2 separate regions of the Sus scrofa genome follow, and region 1 is linked to region 2. A link is a contact called in public Hi-C data. All regions are on one chromosome and are shown on one strand. The core of a region is the stretch at or near the end of the contact, and the rest is flanking DNA. Distances in the headings are between cores, read along the strand shown. Region 1 holds the start of TBC1D24 (TBC1 domain family member 24). Region 2 holds the start of ATP6V0C (V-type proton ATPase 16 kDa proteolipid subunit).

Evidence for each region. A called contact is a pair of places that touch in the nucleus more often than the background predicts.
Region 1: a Hi-C map of skeletal muscle shows a contact between it and region 2, with 5 times the contacts expected there. The contact joins the promoter of TBC1D24 here to the promoter of ATP6V0C in region 2. A contact is called at or near these places in 6 of 47 Hi-C or Micro-C datasets (embryonic fibroblasts, fetal liver, heart right ventricle and 2 more) and 1 of 2 datasets of contacts at active chromatin or transcription factors (alveolar macrophages).

Annotation. Positions count from the first base shown.
Region 1 is chr3:39,570,424-39,574,116 of Sscrofa11.1, reverse strand. TBC1D24 (TBC1 domain family member 24) reads left to right here and starts at 1,800. Exons shown (of 10, transcript XM_021086761.1): 1 at 1,800-2,878. It overlaps NTN3 (netrin-3), which reads left to right. Exons shown (of 7, transcript XM_021086754.1): 1 at 1-73; 2 at 145-333; 3 at 424-573; 4 at 717-767; 5 at 895-969; 6 at 1,238-1,456; 7 at 1,459-1,687. The coding sequence ends at 1,586.
Region 2 is chr3:39,535,911-39,540,000 of Sscrofa11.1, reverse strand. It overlaps ATP6V0C (V-type proton ATPase 16 kDa proteolipid subunit), which reads left to right and starts at 1,297. Exons shown (of 3, transcript XM_003124744.4): 1 at 1,297-1,564. The coding sequence starts at 1,486.

The sequences.
Region 1 (3,693 bases), core at 551-3,050, 34 kb before region 2:
GGCCGATGCAAGCCTTTCTACTGCGACAGGCCATGGCAGCGGGCCACTGCCCGGGAAGCCCACGCCTGCCTTGGTGAGGCCTTGGAGGGTGGCCCGGGGATCTCAGACTGGGCCGCCTTGTCCCTGACTCATCCTTCCCTGCAGCTTGCTCCTGCAATGGCCATGCCCGCCGCTGCCGCTTCAACATGGAGCTGTATCGACTGTCCGGCCGCCGCAGTGGCGGGGTCTGCCTCAACTGCCGGCACAATACCGCCGGTCGGCACTGCCACTACTGCCGGGAGGGCTTCTATCGAGACCCGGGCCGTGCCCTGAGTGACCGCCGTGCTTGCAGGGGTGAGCCTGCCATCAGCCACCCACACACCCTCGCCCTCCACTTTTCCACATCCCCAGATGGGCTTCTGACCATCCCACTTCTATCCTCAGCCTGTGACTGTCACCCTGTTGGTGCTGCTGGCAAAACCTGCAACCAGACCACAGGCCAGTGTCCCTGCAAGGACGGCGTCACTGGCCTTACCTGCAACCGCTGTGCCCCTGGCTTCCAGCAGAGCCGCTCTCCAGTAGCACCCTGCGTTAGTGAGTGGCACTGCCCTGCTTAGAACACCTCAGCCCAGGGCACCCCCAGCTCCATGCTGCTGTCTGCCTGTCCCCTGGGTCCTGCAGACCCCACCCCCGCCCCCGGCCCGCTCAAATGCAGGCCATTATCCCATCCCCCACAGAGACCCCTGTCCCTGGACCGACTGAGGAGAGCAACCCCGTGGAGCCCCAAGGTGAGTGGAGGTCCCAGAGGGGCAGGTCCATGCGGGGAGGGGGCTATGGATTCCAGGAGGGGAGGAAGAGAGGGTGAGGGAAAGAGATGGGCATCTGTGCCAACCTCCTCCCGCACCCTCCTCCCAGACTGTGACTTGCACTGCAAACCCGCCCGTGGTAGCTACCGCATCAGCCTGAAGAAGTTCTGCAGGAAGGACTATGGTAGGCCGCCCGCAGGCCTCCTGCCCCCAGCCTCCTCACCTTGCCCTACTTTCCTTGTGGGGCGTCCTGACCCTCGCTGGGTCCCGAGGCCATCCCCCACCCCTCAGATCCTCCGCTGTCTCCGGCCCCCGCCCCGTCAGCCCCCTTGGCCTCTCGGTGCTTCTCCGCCACCCCCTCCGACCCTCGCGGGCGCCGCGCCGGGTGCTCCTCTGCGCGGCCCGGCCCCGCCCCGCTTCGCCTGACCCCGCCCCTTTCACCTCCCTCGCAGCGGTGCAGGTGGCTGTGGGCGCGCGCGGCGAGGCGCGCGGCTCCTGGACACGCTTCCCGGTGGCCGTGCTCGCCGTGTTCCGGAGCGGCGAGGAGCGCGCGCGGCGCGGGAGCAGCGCCCTGTGGGTGCCGGCTCGGGACGCAGCCTGCGGCTGCCCGCGCCTACTGCCGGGCCGCCACTACCTGCTGCTGGGGGGCGGGCCGGGGGCCGCAGTCGGGGGCCCGGGGGCCGGGGGCCCGGTCTCAGTGCCGCCCGCGGAAGCCTCGTGCTGCCCTGGCGGGATGCGTGGACGCGGCGCCTCCGGAGGCTTCAGCGGCGCGAACGGCGGGGGCGCTGCGGGACGGCCTGACCCCACTGGCCGGGTGGGGGCCGGCGGGGCGGTTCCCACACATCAAGGCGCACGTTCTTGCAGTGTATCCGCCTACCGAGGAGTCATTGCTTGTGTCGCGCGAATCTCCATCTGCCCCACCAGCCCCCGACCTTGCCCCGCGCCTCCCTCGGTGCCTTGAGCTTCTGCCCAGGAGTGTGACAGACGCAACGACACCCCCGTCCCAACAAAGAGGGATGTGCTAGCCCCTAAGAGCGGCTTCGAGGCCTGCTTGGGCAGCTGTCATTAAGACGACTCCTTGCCCGCCCCCCCCACCCCGAGCTACCTGCGGCTTCCAAGGGACACAAGGATACCCCCAGAGGGCCGTGAACCCCCTGTGGGCCGGAACTTAGAGGCTCTGCGAACACTCCAAGGGCTGCCTTACCAACCCCACCCTGGGATGTCGTGGTCCCTCAGAAGTCCCACCTTCCTAAAAGTGACACCCCCAACATTTACGTACCCCTTTGTGATGCCAGGACCCACAGAAAGCGAGAACACCCTAAGGGCTGCTGTGATTCCACGGACTGTGTTCCGCCAAAGAGCGCTCTGACTCCCCAAGAGGCACTGTGGCCACGACAGACGCCTCTGGACCCCCACGGGGCTCGGTGACACTGGCTCTCCCACCCTCTCTGAGGATAAGCAGAGGGCGCTGTAACTCCTCCCCCAACGAGGATGGTGGCCTCTGGTTCCCGTCTGACCCGCTTGTCACCTCTGCCTGCTGGGAGTCCGTGTCCCTGTCCCTGCTGCGACTCTACCTCTTTTTTGGCCTGTTGTGTCCCTGTCCCTTGTCTCCATCTGGCTGTCTCTCTCAGCCTCTCACGTCCCTCCCCGAGGACCCCCTGCACCTTTCGCCCGCTCCGGATCGGACGACGTGCCCAAGCGGACGCGCGTCCCTAAGTCTACGCGTGATCCGGAGCGACAGCGGCTCCCGCGGGCAGCCCTGCAGACTCCCCAGATGCCTCCCGCCTCGCCGGCTGCTAAGCGGGTCAGCCCCCCCGCCCCCGTCCACTCTCTCGCGCCCGCGGGCGGGGGGCAGCGCGCGTACTCGCATTCCTCGCACTGGGACCCACGCACAGCTGGCGCATGCTCCTGCCGCCTTGCCGCGGGGCGTCAGCGCGCATGCCCAGAGCCCGATGCAGCGGAGACCAGCGGGCGCCCCGGGTGGGCAGCTGGCGGCGCGTCTCGGCTGGGGCGGGGCCGCGTGCGCGCGTGCGCAGAAAGGCGGGCGCTCGATCTCTCGGCAAGCTGAGGAGAAAGCGGCGCGGCGGGCGGAGGTGGGTGCGCGGCCGGCGCGGGTGGGCGGAGGTGGGCGCGCGGCCGGGCGGGCGGAAGCGAGACGGCCCGGCGCGGAGACCGCGGGGGCGGCGGGGCCGGGTGGGGGGCTGTCATCGCGGCCCCGGTGTGCTGAGGGAGGGGACGTGGGGGCCTGGCTGCGGGGCCTCTGTCCGAGACCCGGCGCGCGGCGGGGCGGCCGGCGCGCGGGTCCGGGGTCTGGGGCCCGCGCATCCGGGGCCCGAAGCCGTCTGCCTGGCGTTGCCAGCTCCCCGCGGACCGAGCGCCGGCCTGGGCGGGACGTGGGGCCGGGGCTGATCTCGACCCCGCCCCGCCGGACATCCCCCCGGGGGCAGAGCCAGCGCCCCCCACCAGGCTGTGTCCGCGCGCCGACCGGCTCCGGGCGTGGCGGCGGTCGGAAAGAGCTGTCTCTGTGTCACTCCTTCCTTGGGGCGCTTTCCGTCTCTGCGGGGAAGGAAATCCGCTTCTGGACTCAACACTTGCAACAGATTCTCTGATAACATTCTGCCTTCGAAGACCTGCAGCAGCGCCCGCCCCGGCCCTCCGCTGGCTCCAGGATGACAGCCGGCCCGCCTGCCTAGGTATCTATCCAGCCGTGTGAGCCTGGTGTGGTGCGTGCCCCCTTTGGAACGGACACAGTGCCAGGGAACAGAAGCATTTCCACAGGGCCCTGGGCGCTGAGCTCTCTGAGCCTTGAGTAAGCACCGCTGGAGGTCAGGGACAGGCTGCACCTGGTCAAGGTCCCGTCGCGGCAAGGGTGCTGGTGGCCTTGTGACTTCACTCAGTAAGGGAAAAG
Region 2 (4,090 bases), core at 48-2,547:
TTGGGACAGGACGGACACAGCCCTCCAAGGGCTGCACGTTTGGGGGCAGGGGCAGGGGCAGACCCAGACTCACCAAGAAGGGTCTGAAAGCGGGTCTGAGATTCCATCGGGAGGACCAGGCCGGCGGAGGTGACCCCACCACCCACATGGAGAAGGCTGATGACAGCTACCACCTGGGTCACTGGCGGAGAGTGCTTCTGTGTCGGAACAAGGGCTTGGAGCTCAAGGGAGACCCAGGACCAGATGGCAGCCACCCAGGGTGCCTGAAATGGAGGGAACAAAGGGCAAAGGGATCCAGAACTGGTGGGTAGAGATAAGGCAGCTAGTTGGGGTGCCAGGAGGGCCACATGGGATCATCCGGGCAGTGCCAGTCCCAGGCCAGGCTGCCTGCTGGGCTGAGAGGAAACCTTTTACTGCTGCCCCAGAAATAAGGGCAACCCTGCATGTGCGGGACTTGTGTGGGACAGGCAGAACAAGGACCCAAGATGTAGAAATTTGGGGAAGACTTCTCAGGTCGCAACACCGACAGGGCGCCAAACCAGTCATGCCTACATTTTGAAGGGCAGAGACAACCCCGCTCCTCAGCTGCAGTCTGGGTCCTTGATACAAAAGAGGGAACAGAGGCGGGTAAAGGGGCTCCTTGTCTATGGAAGCCAGGGTAGCAATCACCGATTGCCAGGTTGGGGACTGGTAGGTCTGGAGCAGACGGAGGACGGCGTCTAAGGGTTGGGGAGACCCGAACCGGGAACACAGGAAGGCTCGGGCCAGAGACCAACCAGACAGCAGGGTGGCAGAGGCTTCCCTGGGGGCTGCCGAAGAGGCCGGCGCCCGGTTCACAGGATTTGGCTCCGCCTGCTCGGACCCTCGGATCGCCCCAGGAGGTATGAGCACGTGCGAGGTAGACCGCAGTCTTGGGTTTCTGGGGGCTGGGCCGAGAGAACGCCGTGGCCGGGCTCCACACAGAGAACGCAAAGAAAAGCTTCGGTCGGAACCGAATCCTGGATAGCGCAGCCGCAGAGGAGGCGGGGCACCACGAGCACCGCCCTATATGCTAACGAGGCGCGCCACTGTCCCGCCCCGGCCCAGGGACCGGACTGGCCCAACGCCGCGGGGTTCCAGAGGCCGACCTTGCCGGACAGCGCACCTGGGAAGGCCGAGGTAGGGCGGAGCGCTCGGGTCCGGGCCGGCGGGGTGACAGCACAGTGCGGGGGTGGCCAGCGGGCCTCTAGGGCGCCCCCCGGGCCATGACGCCCCCCCACCAGCGCGAAGTGGTACGGTCCGCAGGGGCGGGGCCCGAGTCATGTGACGCGGCAGCGGCCGCCATTTTGTTCTGCGGTGCTGGTATTTAGAGCGCAGCGGCTGACGGGCCGGATCCCCTTCGCAGCCGCTTCAGCGCTCGCTTCGCGCACCTCGCAGCCTGCCGCGCCCGGCCCGGCCTCGTCCCCGCCTCGACCTGCTGAGCTCGCCCCCTCCCCACCCGCAGACATGTCCGAGGCCAAGAGCGGCCCCGAGTACGCCGCCTTTTTCGCGGTCATGGGCGCCTCGGCCGCCATGGTCTTCAGCGGTGAGCGCCGTGGCAGGAGGGACCCGGGGGGTGGGGGCGCGCGAGGCTTGTGCCCGCTCCTCGCCCGGGGTTCGGCATGTGACGTCAGTGTGACGTAATTTCGAGCCGTTAGGGGGTCCCGGGCCTCACGTGACTGCGGGCGGGGGTCGGGGCCGCAGGGAGCCGTAAGGTGTCTGGAGCGCAGGGCGTGCGAGCTGGTTCCCAGTCCGGGTCCTAGGGTCTCCCGGGGTCCCGGGACCGCAGCCCGGCCAGCTGGCGGTATCGGTGCGGGGGTGGGGCGGCGGCGCCGCTGCCATCTTAGCCCCTGGAGAGGCGGGGGCAAGGCTGGGGTGGGGGCGCGCGGTCCTGCGCCTGCTCTGCACCCGCTCCCCCGCCCCAAATCCTGCGGGCAGGTGTGACATCACACCTAGTAGAGCTCCCCCGACGCGGAGCCGACCCCCCGTCCGTGGGCGGTGGGGGATCCAGCCCTGGCATTCCCCGCCAAGTGCACAGCCCTCGCCCTGTGGAGGCCTGCTCCCCGCCCCCCCGCCTCCCGGCAGGGGTCAGGTGGGTCTGCACCCAGGCTGGTGCTTCCGGTTAGGGCATGTCGGTGTTTCCCAATACTGAAGGCTGCGTGGGTTGGTTGGTTAGGGAAGCCTGGCTGAGGGGTTGGTCTTAAGAGCCGGCAGAGACCTGGGAGTGGGAGTGGAATTGGGGGCTGTGGGGGGCGGGGGTCATACAGGCAGAGGGGGCATCACGGATGTCTGGGGGGCAGGCCAGTGCCAGCACTGTGCGTGTGTGTGGACACTCGTCTGAGTGGGCGAGGTGGCGTGGAGCCTCAGCGTTGAGGGGATTGGGTCGTTTCCAGAGAAGGAACTGCTCAGGCCCGAATGAATGAATGACCTTTCTCCCCTTCCCTGAGGCCTGGAACTGGGAGGGGCTGCCTTCGGAATGCTGAGGGGCCTTCCAGGCTTCTTGATGGTCCCCTGGTTTTGAAGCCGAGTCTTCGCAGTCCTGGGGGTGTCAGATTCTGTGCAAATTGGCCAGTGTGGGAGAAGGGCACTGGGCCAGGCAGAAATGTGGGACCCAGGGAGTCGAGTCCTGACCCAGCTCCGGCCCCCGAGGACTGGTCTGGCCTGGTCTGGTCGAGGCCTCCTCGGGTAGGTCTGGTTTTGGGCTTTGATGACTCGCCCTGCCCCACCCTATGTGGTGGACTGCGGAGGCTCCCTGTGCAGGTATGTGGCGGGATTGAACTCCAAACAGCTCTGCTGACTATAAACACTGGTGGGGTGGGGGCTTGGGGGCCTCCCTCTGCCCAGACCTGCCTGCCTGTCACAAGCTGCTGAGTGAGCCATGCCCTTCCCGTCATGTGCGAATAAGGGGTCATTTGTGGTGGGAGCCCTGTCCGTACTTCCCCTTCCCCCGGGGCGACGCCCACTCTTTCCACATCCTCAGGAGCTGCCTGCCCTCCAGGCTGTCCAGCAGCCAGCCCTGTCCCCTTTTCCTCCAGCCTTTTCTGCTCTTTGCATCCACACAGCACCCGGGGATTGTCCTTTGCCTGGTGTCTGCCAGTCACCATTCCACAAATCTTCACTGAGTTCCAACTCTGTGCCAGGCACTGGGGACCGTGAGTGAACAAAAAAAGATCCCTGCCCACATGGAACTTGAATTCTGGCCGAGGTTGCCCTCGAACCCCTTTACCTGTGTTCGGCTCCTGGCCTCACTCCAGTCACCGGGGGCCTCTCTTCCTCACCTTTTAGAACTTACTTGGTACTTCTGAACGGGGCGTGACCAGCAGGTGTTAGGTCTGCCTGCCCCGTGCTCCTGGGAGTTAGGGCTGCCTGCTCTTGTTGGCTTGTGTGCAGCTTCACTGCTGTTCCCCTCCCCATGCGGGGCTTGACCTGGCCCCAGGGGAGCCAACGAGTCACTCAGCCAATTGGGTCAACTTCTGCCTCCGTTTCTTGCTCCAAAGGCTTGTCTTCATCTCAAGAACGGTTCTCAGGCCTCAGGTGTTGCTGCCAGGGCGCCTGCGCACTGCCTGCTGCTCCGGGCCCAGATCCTCCGTGGCCTGCCCAGCACTCGGCTGAATGAGATCCACTCACCCTGGGGCCTGCCAGTGCTGTCTCCCATCCCAGCTTCCCCTTTTTTTTTGTAACTTATGGCTGAAGTCCCTTGGAGTCTTTCCTCCTCACGCCTTCCATGAAGCTGTCAGCTGCTCCTTTTCCGTATTTTCTGTGACTTCCTACCAGCGAGTCTCCGGTGTTACAGGGCTGTGTTCTAGGAACAGCCTCCTGAAGCCCCTTTCTGTGCCCTGCTCCGTCTGGAGCCCCTTTGGGCTTGGCCCTGGGCGCCCTCCTGATGGTCGTCCTGGTTTCTTCCCTTGGTTCCCCTTGTTCCCGCCCATCCAGCCACATGCTCTCCTCACCGCCGGACTTCAGCCCGTCCCTGCCTTGCAGGGCTCGCTGCCTGGGATGCTGACCTCCTGCAGCTGTCTCTCACCCCAGGCCACCTGTCACCCGTGCCCTCTGCCTTGAGTAGGGAGCCCTG